Regions from separate parts of the Delphinus delphis genome. Here region 1 is linked to region 2. Evidence: chromatin contacts called from public Hi-C data. All regions are on one chromosome and are shown on one strand. Each heading gives the region's core, a stretch centred on a gene start, on an enhancer-like site or on the middle of the called end of the contact. The rest is flanking DNA. Distances are from core to core; before and after follow the strand shown. Region 1 holds the start of MCRS1 (microspherule protein 1). Region 2 holds the start of DNAJC22 (DnaJ heat shock protein family (Hsp40) member C22).

Region 1 (2,700 bases), core at 82-2,581, 190 kb after region 2:
TCCAAACCACAGGGCTAGAAGGAAGGGTCCCACAGGTTCATCCAAGGATTCTGACCAGGTGAGCTTAGAGGCTGAGAAGAGATTCTGCAAAGGAGAAATGAGGCTCCCTGAGGCTCAGGTTTCGAACTGGCCAGCTTCACCTCCTTATACTGGAACAGGTCCCCAGGATCCCATAAGCTAGGGAAAACACCAGGAGAAGAGACACAATATATTCTGCCAATATGACCCTGATAAACCAGTAGTCTTTCGAAGGTCACCGACATCTCTGAGACAGTGATAAAAGCTATGGACCCTAGAAAAATGTACACATTAGAGTGGTTCACAAACCACTCTAATTCTACTCATAGCCCCTAGGTTAAGGGCCTTGACTATAAACTAGCAAGAAACAAGGGATTCTTGGCTCACTTTTTGTCAGCTGCCCATTCAGCTCCCCTCCCAGCCCAAAGCAGGGAAAAGGAAACGGAGATTGAACTCCCACCAGTCCATCTCACTTTTTTCATCTGAAGCTCTGGCTGAAGATTTAATGGGTGGTACCTCGTGGAAGCTAAAAAACGCGGCTTGGGAACTGAGCAAATATCAACCACCCTGGGGGGGGCCCTCGCCTAAGCCCGGAGAACTCAGGTAGTAGGGACTCTGCGGAGCGCGCCGCTTCGGAGAGTCCCGCCCCTTCTGACCAGGGCGTCTCTCCGCGCAGCGTTCTAGCCCTGCCCCCAGGTGCGCTCCTCGCGCCGTACCATTTGATACGGCTGGGAATCTTGCCACCTGGGGAGAGGGTGAAGGGCCCGATTCCGCGGGTAGACTGGGGCAGGGTCAGCGCCGCCTGCCTTCTCCGGCCCTCCACCCCTCGTTCTCCCCCCAAGGGCACACCCACAGTAGGGGATTAGTCCAGGTCTGTTTCACGGGCTCGGGATAGGAGTGGTGACGAAGTCAGCCCTGCAACGCAAAAGCAAAGCACCGAGTGAACCCCGATGCCCTCGCAGCCTTGGTTTAAGCCCCACGGGCCGGTGGCGGGGAAAGGGTGACTCCCAGACCAATTCTCACCCCACCTTCGGCATGCCACCTTTGCGCATGCGTAACTTCTAGGACCAGATTCTGGCCCGGTCCGGCCCACGCATGCGCAGATTATCGGGGCGCTCCCGGGGCGGGGCCCCAAACCTGGCGGGGTGTCGTCCCCAGCGGCACTCTGGAGAACCCCATTTCATCCCCAACTCTGCTCAGAACACTCAGAGGCGAACCGCGAGGTCTCACCATTCCTAGGCTGCCAGCTCCAACAATTTCTCCGCGGCGACGGCAGCAGCCGCAGGGCCAAAGCCGGCTTCCGTGAGGCCCGTCTACTTCCGGGTCTACGAACTAAGGGCTGCGCAACCCCTTCCGGTTCACCCCGGTAACTTGGGTAAGGGGGCGTGGCCGTGGCCGTGGTAGCGAAGGTGTGGCTGTTTTGTTAACAGCCAAAATTAAAGGCTTTCCCAATTGGGACAACATATAGGGAGGCGTCAGGGATTATAGAATCCAGGTTGGAGAAAGTGATTAAAGGGAAAGGCGAGACTTGGGGCAGGATAGCCTGAGTAGCGAGATGAGGCAACGCTGGAAGGGGCTGGCCCGAGGGTGGGGCCGGGCGGCCGACTAGATTTCGGCTTCCGAATCTTGCGGCCTCCTGAGACATCTAGGACTCCTTGATAGTTTCTCAGGACCAATTATGGATTGTTTGATTCCACCAAAGGTTTTAGAGAAACTACTCTGTGGCAGGCCCTGTGCTAGGCACAACACGGGGAGATGATGTTGAGCTCCCTCTAGCCGGAGAGATGTGACATATAGAAGGGGCAGGGAGGTTGATGTCTAAGGAACGGAGGGAGGGTTGTAGGCCGCGGTTCTAGAAGGTAGAGGCCCTGGGAGAAGGAGTGCCCTTCCCATCAGCCCGACCCCACCTGGATTCCTGGAGGCAGCTGTGGGCCCCCGGGAGGTAAGACGACCCAAGGATGCACCTTCAGAGGAGAGTGCCCTGGAGATGGGAGGACAAAACTACAGGAAAAGTTGGGAGTTTGGGGGTGTGAGAGCTGTCTTGAGAAACCAGAAAGACTGTCCTCTAAAAGAGGGTTTCTATTTGTTTTATGCTTCCTTGGAGGGGCACAAAAGGGTAATAGCCTTAGAGAAACATACTGCGGCTCAGAATAAGAAAGATACAATTCCAAAGCTGTCCAGCAGCTAGGGTGGTCCCCTCAGTGGAGGTGTCAAGCACACATCACCTGGACATTGCCAGGCGATTCAAGTGTCAGATGGGAGGCTAGCGCTTCTGGCCCTGACAGTGTATGATAGCCTTCTGCTTCAAGAGTCCCGTGTTCATTTGTGATCTTGCTTAATGAGTATTAACCTATTTTATTTCCCCTGAAAGATTGTGTTTTCTGATACAAGGTGTGATGGACTATACTAGATATAGCATAGTAGCTATACTAGGTGAGAGTTATCAGGGAGGTCTCTAAGGAGGTGACAATTGAATTGAGATTTGACAGCTGATAAGGGACCAGTTAGGCAAAGAGCTGGGCTAAGATGACCTAGTCAGAGGGGACAGCATAACTCCAAAGCAGAAAAGAGCTTGGTGAGTTTGAGGAGGAGGAAGGAGATTAGTGTGGCTGGAACAGGATGATCAAGAAAAAGAGGGAGGTAGATGAGAATAGAGAGGTCATCAGGGCAGATCACATTAGG
Region 2 (2,700 bases), core at 78-2,577:
GAGCCACCCTCCCATTTGCGGGGGTGGAAAGGGGAGATCAAGGGCTTGTTTTTGCTTTTATAGGGGACCGCCCTGGGCTGCTTTGCCCGGGCATCTGGACAAGGTGAGTCTGGGGACCCGCCCGGCACCTCCCGTCCGCGAGCGGCAGCGCCACCTGGCGGTCGTGGTGTCGCTGTGTAGGCGCTCTCGGCCTGGAGTGGGCCCTGCGCCAGTCGGGGTGAGCCTGGGAAGGCGGAATACGCCGGGAACACCTTAAACCGAGTTTACCCGAGCGGGCGGGCGAGAGGAGCCCCAGCCTGAAAGGTGATCCCTTAGGGGCCAGGGAGGGCCTTGGGGAGGGGCCTGGCCAGGACGGCCCGACTTCCGTGACACAGCAAACACAGAAAGACAAAGTCCATTTGGATGGAAGTGGGAGCGGAAAGAGAGGGGCCATTTTGACTCTGTGGTCAGAGGAGATGACTGATCTGATGGGGTCTGGGAGCCGAGGTGCCCAGGTACCGCTGCTCACTCTGGGACTAGCGGGTGCTGGCTGGTGGTCAGGAGGCCCGCTCTGCGTAGAGGGAAGAGACTAGCAGGGGCACTTTACGTCTGGTTTGATATCCTGGGGATTCATCGGGCCGCTGTGGAGAGACTTTACAAGTTTGCCCTGGAAGGAGGTGGTTGAATTGCGGGGTGCCAGGGTCTAGGTCAAAATGTAGTTTTTCAGAGCTGGAGGGAACTCAGGACTTCTTTCAAGGTTGACTTGTGGGAGGATGTCCTGGTCTGGAGAGATGGGAGGCTGGAGAGGGGCTAAAATCTCCGCCAAGTGTGTGAGGGCAGCCACAGGCGGAGCTGGGGCCGGGTGGAGCGGGCTGTGTGGCAGGGGACTTTTAAAATGTGTAGGAACTTTCGGGAACATTGTATTCACTCCGATTCATTCCACCTCGGCCCCCGCACCCCACTGACCAGGAGGTCAGTGGTCTGAGGGAAGGTCTGAAATTTAAGCTCCTGCTTTTTATTGTCCGTGTGCTGAGTTCTCAGTTACTCAACTGAAAGCATTTCAAACGTTCTTCTCCCCTAAATTTGGAGTCACTGTGGTTGTAAAACACAGAGATGAGGTGCTAGACCTAAGGGTATGGGAGAACCACAATTTCAGGGACACTCAGGAAGATCTGGACTTGACTAATATTGGAAGGAGAGATGGTTACTGTGTGGGGACCTGGATATAATCTTATGACTGCTTTTTTCCATGCCTTAGGGTCTAAGGATAACTCTGGACCCGTGACTGCCATGATTCTCACAGATGATCCCAGATTTTGGCATTCTGAGCAATGGCAGGTACCACTGGACTTGTTCTGAGACCCTTCTCCTAGAGGATGGCCAAGGGGCTCCTGAGGACCTATGCCCTCTGGGCTGTAGGGGGCCTTGCTGGGCTCCATCACCTGTACCTTGGGTGGGACAGCCACGCACAGCTCTGGATGCCCCTGGGGGGCGGAGGGGGGGGAGGGATGGCCTAGGCTGGCTCTGGGAATTCTGGAAGCTCCCGAGCTTTGTTGCTCAGGCCAACAGACCCCAGCGGCAGAGGCAGAGTTCAGGAGGGGGGACACACCCTTTGAGTCCCATTCACTTTGCTGCCCAGGTGATAGTGGGCATTTATTTTGGCCTTGTGGCTCTCATTAGCCTCTCCTTCATGGGCAGCTTCTATATTGTGGGCCTCCCACTGGCAGCTGGCTTAGGGGTTTTGCTGATGGCTGCTGTTGGTAACCAGACCTCAGACTTTAAGAACACTCTAGGAGCAGCGTTTCGTACTTCCCCTATTTTCTATGGCCACCCCATAGCCATCCTGCCCACCAGCTTGGCTGCTGGCATCACAGCCCAGAAGCATCGCCTCTACAAAGCTTCAGTTGGCTCAGAGATGCTCAGTGTGCGGCTCTACTGCCTGGGCCTGGCTTACCTTGCTTTCACATGCCCGCTAGCATACAGTGCCCTCTGCAACACGGCTGCCGCCCTTAGCTATGTGGCAGAGACCCTTGGCTCCTTCTTCAGTTGGTTCAGCTTCTTCCCCCTCCGTGGGCACCTGATGGAGTCTGTCCTCCTTCTGCCTTACTGGGTCTAGAAGCTGCTGGTGGGAGACCATGGCTTCAGCAGCGGCTACTTCCAAGAGTGGTAAAAGCTCTATGAGTTTGTTCACAGTTTTCAGGATTAGAAGCGTCAGTTGGCTTACCAGGTAAGTTTTCTTCCCTCTCGTTCCTGTCTGGAATGGCTCCGGAAGTGAGGCTAAGCCTTTTTTGAAAATATAAATTTATTTATTTACTTTTGGCTGCCTTGGGTCTTCGTTGCTGTGCGCGGGCTTTCTTTAGTTGCGGTGAGCGGGGGCTACGCTTCGTTGCGGTGCGCGGGCTCCTCATTGCAGTGGCTTCTCTTGCTGCGGAGCATGGGCTCTAGGCTTGTAGGCTCAGTAGTTGTGGCTCATGGGCTCTAGAGTGCAGGCTCAGTAGTTGTGGCGCCCGGGCTTAGTTGCTCCGTGGCATGTGGGATCTTCCCAGACCAGTGCTCGAACCCGTGTCCCCTGCATTGGCAGGCGGATTCTTAACCACTGTGCCACCAGGGAAGCCCTAGGCTAAGCCTTATTGGAGCAGGTACCCGTAATGTGGAAGTCCTGATTTCATGTCTGCTGGGTCAGCCCCCAGAAGGGTGTCCTGGCTTCTTTGGGCTTCTGTG

Evidence for each region. A called contact is a pair of places that touch in the nucleus more often than the background predicts.
Region 1: a Hi-C map of lung shows a contact between it and region 2, with 2.9 times the contacts expected there. The contact joins the promoter of MCRS1 here to the promoter of DNAJC22 in region 2. A contact is called at or near these places in 2 of 3 Hi-C or Micro-C datasets (lung and muscle).

Annotation. Positions count from the first base shown.
Region 1 is chr11:39,449,679-39,452,378 of mDelDel1.2, forward strand. It overlaps MCRS1 (microspherule protein 1), which reads right to left and starts at 1,332. Exons shown (of 15, transcript XM_060024724.1): 1 at 1,249-1,332; 2 at 1-84.
Region 2 is chr11:39,261,488-39,264,187 of mDelDel1.2, forward strand. DNAJC22 (DnaJ heat shock protein family (Hsp40) member C22) reads left to right here and starts at 1,328. Exons shown (of 4, transcript XM_060024717.1): 1 at 1,328-1,478; 2 at 1,481-2,206. The coding sequence starts at 1,356.